3 separate regions of the Mus musculus genome follow, and all the other regions are linked to region 1. A link is a contact called in public HiChIP or PLAC-seq and Micro-C data. All regions are on one chromosome and are shown on one strand. Each heading gives the region's core, a stretch centred on a gene start, on an enhancer-like site or on the middle of the called end of the contact. The rest is flanking DNA. Distances are from core to core; before and after follow the strand shown.

Region 1 (2,562 bases), core at 30-2,529:
AGCAAACAAATGGGCAACTCTTAACCACGTGCATTGCACAGGTTTCCATTTCTGAGCTTGCAGAATCTTGAGATCTTTAGAGCCCTGCTCCATACCTGCTCCATGAAGTTACTGGATAAACCTCTTGTAAGGATCTGCTAGCTAACTGCTCCCCGCTCCAGCCTGCACCCTAATTCGACCCACGCTCCCCCTATTCTCTTTCATGCACACGCTTAGATGCTGGACACCAGACTCCTGGCCAGGTTTTAGGCTCAGTTCAGAGGAAAAGGAGGGCGGTAGGCGATCGGCGGCGCGCACGGAGGCGCGCGGGCCGGGGCGGGGACAGCGTGCAGCGTCGGGGGCGGGCGCAAGCTAGTCTCCGTGCAGCTCGCCTTTGTTCTCTGCCATTGTGAGGCACTTCCTCTCTGGCACTTCATTTCGGCACCCTGTGGGGAATTCGGAACTGGCTTTTGGGCTTTAGTCTGGGGTACGTGACGCTGTCCTGAGCCTGGGCTCTCCCTTGCTACCCTTCTTCCCCATGCTTGGCGGAAGGCCGAGTGCAAAGAGCTCCTTGCCCCCGACCGCTGCGCCGCCGCTCTACCGGCTGCTCCCGCAGGAGGCATCTTAACCCAGGACCGGGACCGCACCTCCCGATCGGCCACCGCGGCAACCCGTCCCCTCGGATCTGCACTGGGTACGGGCGCCGGCGGCTCGGGCGAGCCCTGCAGCGAGGGTCGGAGGCCAGCGCGCAGCCCGAACCCGGCCGCCTAGGCGTCCCAGGAGCCAGCGCAAGTGTCGCAGCAACACTCCCTGGCGCTCAAGCTCCCCGGCCGCCTGGCGGACTCCTCTACCCCTTTATATAGCCCTCTAAAAATAGCTTGCCTCGTACCGCCTTGTAAGGCAGCAGGGAGATCCGCAGCGCGCCAATCGGCGGCTGCCGTCGGGGCCAGGCCCCGCCCCATGGTCCTCTCCGAGTGCCGCATTGGTCCTCAGTGACTTCATGAGCCCCCTGTTTACCTTACATGGTCACACGCGGCCTAATGGACGCCCTCCTCCGAGATCCCACGGCTGCGCGCAAAACGGGGCGGAGGGAGGGAGTTTGGGGAGGGGGAAGAGCAGGAGGAGGAGACAAGGGGGGGGGACTACAAACTAGCGAGGATGGGGTGGGGGGTGGGGAGGGAAGGGAAGGGGTGGGGGGGGAGAGAAGCGATCGCGAGAAAAAAAATGCAACCTCCCAAAATAAAGAGCAAAGATTGCATTAGGAGCGAACAGCGCTGCAGATATAGATGGCAGCTTCGTGTCAGTGAGTTTGCGTTCCCCTTCCTGATCCACGCGCTGGAGTGATTAGAGCCCTGGAAGGGAATTGTTACTCCCGTGAAGTCCCCTTTTCCTGGCAGTCATCTGCACTGTACACGCTGGATCCCTCTCTCCGATCCACCCCACTCACTCGCTCCTCTCTCACCTCCTCTCTCACCTCCTCTCTCTCCCTCCTCTCTCACCTCCTCTCTCCCTCTCTCCTGCATTGATTTTTTTTCTCTCCTTTTTTTAGTTGACTGAAACAAAACAAAACAAAAGGGCCACTGGATGTCTGCCTTCTTGGGGGGTGAGCCAGACAGACTGACAAACAAACAGACCCAGCTGAGCTCGGGGGAGGGTTTCTCCTCCGGTTTTGCCCGGCAGCAGCAGCATGGACGTGTTGGCTAGTTATAGTATATTCCAGGAGCTACAACTTGTCCACGACACCGGCTACTTCTCAGCTTTGCCATCCCTGGAGGAGACCTGGCAGCAGGTGAATGATTTAAATTACTTGTGTAAATCGTGTGGCGGCGGCGGAGACGCAGGGGCTGCGTTTGGTGTGGGCTTTGAGTTGAAATTTTTTTAATTAATTTTTTCTTTTTATTTATTTATTTATTTTTTGGCTGTGTGTTGTTTAAAATGTTTTGTGAAACAATCATATGCGCTTACCTCTCCACCCACCCCTAGCCCCTTAGTGTGTTGAGCTGAGCCGGTCCTAGCTGCCTGCATTTCTGTCACCAACACACATCCTTGCGCACACGTTGTCGGCTCGCTGTCCCCTAGCAGAGAATTGCTGGCGAACTTCTCGGGTTTGGAGGAGCCGGGTGGGAAGGTGGTCGAGCAATGGTTGACAGGATACCACGTTCCTAGATGCAGGAGTTCTGACCTTAGTACTTAAATCAGCTTTATCCATTTCAACTGGTCCTGAAGACCGTCAAGGGGGGTGGGGGGAAGCACGGAGTGTTTTTCCCAGTAATTTACTGAGTGTCAATAAAGAATAGGAGCTTGATTTTTAGATACAAGGTGAGCTGTACGAAGAGAAGCCAGGTGACAAAAGATGCTTAAGGATATGTACAAGGAAGATGAGAAGATATGTCTCTCTTAGGCTGACAATGTATTGTATGGTTTCTCTAGCTAATGCCTCCAGAGAGAGCAGCCTGTACTGTGTCCTTGCTTTTTGTTTGTTTGTTTGGGGTGCCTCTCAGGTTAGCACCACCTTGGACAAAGGGTGGTGTGTGCTTCCTTGCTTCCCTACTTTGTCTTAGAGGACTAGTTAAGAAAACTCCT
Region 2 (2,562 bases), core at 33-2,532, 840 kb before region 1:
TATTATGGCAGGAACTTTGCAGTGTACAGGCAAGTGCTGGAAGACCCAAGAGTTCGACATCTAGATGCCAAGACAACCAGAAGGAGACAGTCTACTTCAGGCAGCTGGGAGGAGGCTCTGATTCCATACTGGGCAGAGCTTAATATACCTATACCTTAGTATACAGCAATCTCAAAGCCGGCTTAAGTAGCAGTCACTTCCTCCAACAAGAATGTACCTACTCCAATAAGGTCACACCTCTGATAGTGCCATTCCTTATGGCCAAGCATTGAAACATGAGTCTATGGGAGCCAAATCTATTCAACCAATCACAATTTGATTCTGTACTTTTTAAAGATTTGACTTTCAAAAAAAATATTATATATCCTGTTGAGTCCTAATTCTCTCCATTTTTAAACAGAATATGGATACTGGTCATTGACTTACACGCGTTTGTTTGTGCTTTGTTTGCTTTTGTTGTTGTTTTGTTTTGGAACTCACTCTGTAGACAAGGGTGGAGGGGCTCAGACTCACAGAGATCCACCTGCTTCTGCCTCCTGAGTGCTGGGATTAAAGGTTTGTGACACCACTGCTTGGCTTGCTTTTGCTTTTGAGACAAAGCCTGTAGCTCTGGTTGGCCCGGAACTCTCTGTGTAGACCAGGTTGGCTTCAAACTCACACAGGTTCACTTGCCTGTGCCTCCTCAGTGCCAGTGCTGGGATTAAAAGTGTGTGCTACCCCGCCCCCGCCCCTCTCTTACTAAGCTTAATTGAAAAAAAAAAAAAAAAAAAAAACCGACTAAGAAGTATGCTGTGATGGCAAATTAAGACTGAAAACTGAAAGGAAGATTCATCCAACCGGAACTGCACGTCTTTGCAAAGTGGCTGGTTACCAGCAGACCTCAGGAGAGGTGACTTCTTGCCCTTCCCTAAGCCCTAGCTGCTAGACTAGGAATCCACAGCCAGGTTAGAGACATTTCCCCTCAACCACATCCTTTAAAACCGTGAACCTAACTAAAGATGAAAAGCAGTTCGTGCACCTATCCAAAGATGACAAGCAGTTCATTCCTATGTTTGGAAAGCATTATTTCTGAGAAATTCTCTTATTCTTAGCAACTGCTGCTAGCTGGCCCTGCCCTGGTAGGTTCCAAGTGACAGTTTTAACTGCAAACATCCTCGGTCTTGGGAAGAACGTGGAAGGGACCAAGCCTGGGATAAAGGCTGTAAAGCAAACAATAAGATAAGGAGGTCAGGCCCCGCCCGACCGCCTGCTCCTCCCGTAGGAGGGACCGGTCCTCACCGGCTGGAACTCTGTGTAATCGGATCCTGTTGCCGGGCTGCCGCGGGGAAGCTTTTGGGCGTGGGACCGCGAGAAGCCGCTTGTAAACAGAGCCGGGCCGGGATGGTCGGCAGCTGGAGCGCAGTCGCTGGCGGTGAGGAGGGCGGGCTGCCCGGGTCGGGGTCCTGCCGGGGGTCGGCTGCAGGCCGCAGGGGAGAAGGGACCAGAGCCGCGGTGAGCATCCTCCTCACGGCGGCCTTGGGCGGGGAGGGGGACGGGATGACGCATCCCCGGAGCTCCCCGGGGTCGCCGGGGTTCTTCCCACGCACCGCTTTCTGTTGTATTTCGCGCTGGGGATAGCACTTCATTTGTGGGTGGCTAAGTGAGGAGGAAGACATGACCTGGTGTTTATTTTTTGTGAATCAAGTAACGCAAATTAGAAAGTAGTTGAATAAGGTGATCCTGTTTCTGCGTTGTTTTTAGTAACCCCTCCCCAGCGATCATAGAAACCAAACCCCAGTAGAGCTTTTAGCCCCAGAGAAACGCTACGTTTGTTCTTTCTATTGACTGAGCCCATTTTGAATGTATAGTAAATGACAGTACAGGACTAATGATAGATTGGTCTTGTATGAAAAGCTTATTAAGCTAGAAAACAAAAACAAAACAAACAAAACAAGATAAGGAGTCCTCAGGCCCTTAAGCTGGAAAAAAAATTCTGATTTCAGAAGACAAATAGAGGCTGGGCTTATATGTATAGTTTGCAAAGCAAGGCGCCTTTACAGGTTAAAAAGATTGAGATATATTATTGTAAATGTTATTTAGTTCCTCCCCTTTTTTTCTTTGATCCATGGAACTAGAAAGAAACTTCTGGGTTTTTCCTGTAAAATATTTTCAACAAATCATAATAAATTGTGACTTGTACTTATACAGCATTATAGAATAGTACACGTTATAAGTGGTTGCTTAAAACACCAAGTAGTTTTTATTTCATTTACTTAAAGAAATACCATAGCAAAAATGAGGTCTTTAAAAGGTCAATATACATGTGTTACCTTGGTAACATAATCTAACTTCACTAGGAGTCAAGTATTAGGTTAAATTGACACGAAGTGTGTAAATGTCATGTACCAAGAAATAACATCAATAACTTGTGTGTTTGTCTTTATAGTAAGTACTTTAACAATGCTATTGTTCTGGCAAGATCCTGAAAGCTTACTTCAGCTTAAATTCTTGTTTGGTCACTTTCTCATTTCGTCATCCTGGAAAGTTTACTCAATTTAGCTGTTTCCTAATCTGTAGAATGGG
Region 3 (2,562 bases), core at 32-2,531, 680 kb after region 1:
GTATATATATATGTATATACACACACACATATATACATACATATATGAATGATTTCTATTTCTTTCTAACTTTGAGATGAGAAAAAAAACTGTTTTGCCATAAAGGGCTATAGTTGCTGGCAACTTTCCAAATTCTTTCTTTTTTACTGCCAAGGCCAGCTTTCTGCTTTCAGTGACTTCCAATCACCAGTGTGCTCAACATTGTATTATTCTGATTGCTCATTATGACAAGCATTTTGGGAAAACACAGCCAAAGGTCATGCGCAAAGAGTGTCTTGGAGACTTTCATTCTCTGGTCCCCAAATTATGCCTCTCTCACCTTAATTCCAACAGTAGGGACTAAACCTGGTGGGGAATTTGAGGGATCAAGCATTTGTCACTATTATTGCATGCCCCCCACCCCTCCGCATTCATATGAAGGTTCCCCAAGGCAAAAAGCAACTTGCTAGCTCACTGCATCTTCCTGTCACTGGAAGTTACATAGAGAGCGCTAAAGGACTCAGGAGCCACCAAATACCTCTGGGTGGAACCCACAGTCACTGGAATGGGTCTTTAGTGAATGCAACAGAAACGGACTTCCAAAAGTGAACCAGCATGAACCTGGGCTTGGGACGGACAAGGGTGGAGAGGTGGACAGGGAGGCGCTCGAAGGCCAGGCTGGGGACCCACTCGTCCGGGTTACACGCACCTGCGTGCCCTTCTCTCTCCTCCCCAGGGCCCCGCGGGGAAGGCAACGCAAAGGGCACCGGCCATACCCACCGCTGGGCGCAGCGGCCCCCCGGGCACGGGGCCGGGATGAGGTGGCGAGCGCAGGTAGCAGGAGAAGGACGAGGAGCAGGCGGCAGGGCGGCGCGCGGGCCGGCACCGGGCCGGCGGGGCAGCGGCCGGGGCCGCAGGAGGCGCCGGGAAGGCTGCAACCCGTCAGGGTCGGCCGCCGGGAGATGCTGCCGGGCGGCTTCATGGCTCATCGCTCCCGGGCGCCGGTCCGAGTGACCCGCGAGAGAGCCGGGCTGGGCTGCGGGGCGGCTGCGGGCGGAGCCGGTCACGCCGGCTGGGCGCGCATGCTGCGGCCGCGGGCAGGGGTCAGGGGCTGGGGTCTCGGGGACGGCGGCGCGCCGTCCTCTGCTCTTTCCGCCTTTCCGGGAGCGGCCCGCAGAGAGGGGTCCCCGCCGCTCCACCAACTTGGAGCCTCCTCCAGTGGCTGCACCCTCCCAGTGGCGGGCGCGGCCGCACCAGTGACTGCGGGGGTTGCTGCCGGGCCTAAGGATGCTGAGGAGGCGCGCGCAGGAGCGAGCGGCACGGGCACGCGCGGCGCGGGCGCGAGACTCGGGGACGCGCAGCGCGGTACTGCACCCCACCCTCCGGGAGCGCGCCCGAACGGGGTTTCGGGTGCGGATGCTGATGCTCTTGCAGATGCTGATGCTGTAGCCTGCATGGGCCGCGCTGCGCATGCTCGACTGTGGGAGCCCTGGGGGGGGGGGGGGGCAGAGTGATGCAGCATCCCAGGCAGCATCAAAATAGTTGGTGGCACCTCCAAAGACCAGAGGTAGGGGAGAAAGAAGTTTGCAGTCAGGGATGACCCCAAGAGGAAAGTGCAAGGGTTTCCAGGCCTGGGGCAAGCCTGATCTGGCAACAACTTGCCAAGAAAAGCGACCCATCCTCAACACCCACTCCTATACCAACTCTCCAGCGCAAGGAAAACTGAGACTATGCATTTTCCTTCTCAAACCTTTATTTATTTCCTTCCTTCAAATAAAGGGCTGCAGCCAGGGAGGTAAAAATAGCTGTGCTCCTCATAGCAGCGAGTGGGATGACAGTGGGAAGCACTGTGGTGCATCCGCAGGCTGGCGTCTGTGGGCACTGAGCCACTGGGATCCCCTTGCAGGGTCGTGGGTCCTCCCTCCTCGTGCCCATAGGGCTTTGAAGAGAGCTAAATTCAGAAAGTGTGACGGGCCATATTCTGGAATAGAAGAAATACAGAGATTAGAAAGCAACCGTGCAGCTATCTTAGGAAATCTATCGTTTGTCAACCAGCCTTGGGGGTGCGCAGGCATTTCTGAGAACACACTTCTATTTTTGAGATCCAGTCGTATCTTGTGCAGAGAAAGGGGGTATTTTCGCTCAGTGCTGTCAGTTCCCTGGTTTGGGTGGGTTAGCAGCCGCTACTAATTCTGGTGGTTCCTAATTAAAATTTGAGGCCCATTTCTATCACTGGACTCTGGTAACACCAACAGTAACTTATCCACTCTCCCAAGACTGGTCTGAGTAATAACAATGGTGTCTAACTCCATTATTGATATTTAAAATAGAGCTAAGGATATCTACTTGGAAAGGGCTGGGAAGGTTCTAGAAGTGTGTGATTAAAATAACAGTCAAGGCTGTTAGCCACCTTCTGTACCCGAGCTTCACGGAACGAACTTCTGGAGACAGACAAAGATGACAGGCCTGCATGCAGATCTCACACTGCAGAGCGGTTGAGGTGTCAGATATTAATTTTAATCTCTTCTTTCCACATTTGAGCATGAGTATTTATTGGACACATGGATTTAATTAATTAACCAA

Evidence for each region. Hi-C and Micro-C count contacts between places; a contact is called where the count stands out from the background. HiChIP or PLAC-seq counts read pairs in DNA pulled down with a chosen protein or histone mark.
Region 2: an H3K4me3 HiChIP or PLAC-seq map of bone marrow-derived macrophages shows a contact between it and region 1, with 3 times the contacts expected there. The contact joins the promoter of Plekhm3 here to the promoter of Klf7 in region 1. A contact is called at or near these places in 5 of 115 datasets of contacts at active chromatin or transcription factors (bone marrow-derived macrophages, effector CD8 T cells, memory CD8 T cells and 2 more).
Region 3: a contact with region 1 is called in a Micro-C map of embryonic stem cells, with 5 times the contacts expected there. The contact joins the promoter of Adam23 here to the promoter of Klf7 in region 1. A contact is called at or near these places in 4 of 484 Hi-C or Micro-C datasets (all in embryonic stem cells) and 1 of 115 datasets of contacts at active chromatin or transcription factors (embryonic stem cells).

The regions. Positions count from the first base shown.
Region 1 is chr1:64,120,106-64,122,667 of GRCm38.p6, reverse strand. Klf7 (Kruppel-like factor 7 (ubiquitous)) reads left to right here and starts at 1,279. Exons shown (of 4, transcript NM_033563.2): 1 at 1,279-1,768. The coding sequence starts at 1,667. Gm35880 (a long non-coding RNA gene) reads right to left here and starts at 1,101. Exons shown (of 3, transcript XR_373464.4): 1 at 997-1,101.
Region 2 is chr1:64,955,544-64,958,105 of GRCm38.p6, reverse strand. Plekhm3 (pleckstrin homology domain containing, family M, member 3) reads left to right here and starts at 1,282. Exons shown (of 8, transcript NM_001039493.1): 1 at 1,282-1,411. Gm51627 (predicted gene, 51627) reads right to left here and starts at 1,527. Exons shown (of 3, transcript NR_165472.1): 1 at 1,279-1,527.
Region 3 is chr1:63,444,610-63,447,171 of GRCm38.p6, reverse strand. It overlaps Adam23 (a disintegrin and metallopeptidase domain 23), which reads right to left and starts at 1,281. Exons shown (of 26, transcript NM_011780.3): 1 at 760-1,281. The coding sequence starts at 961.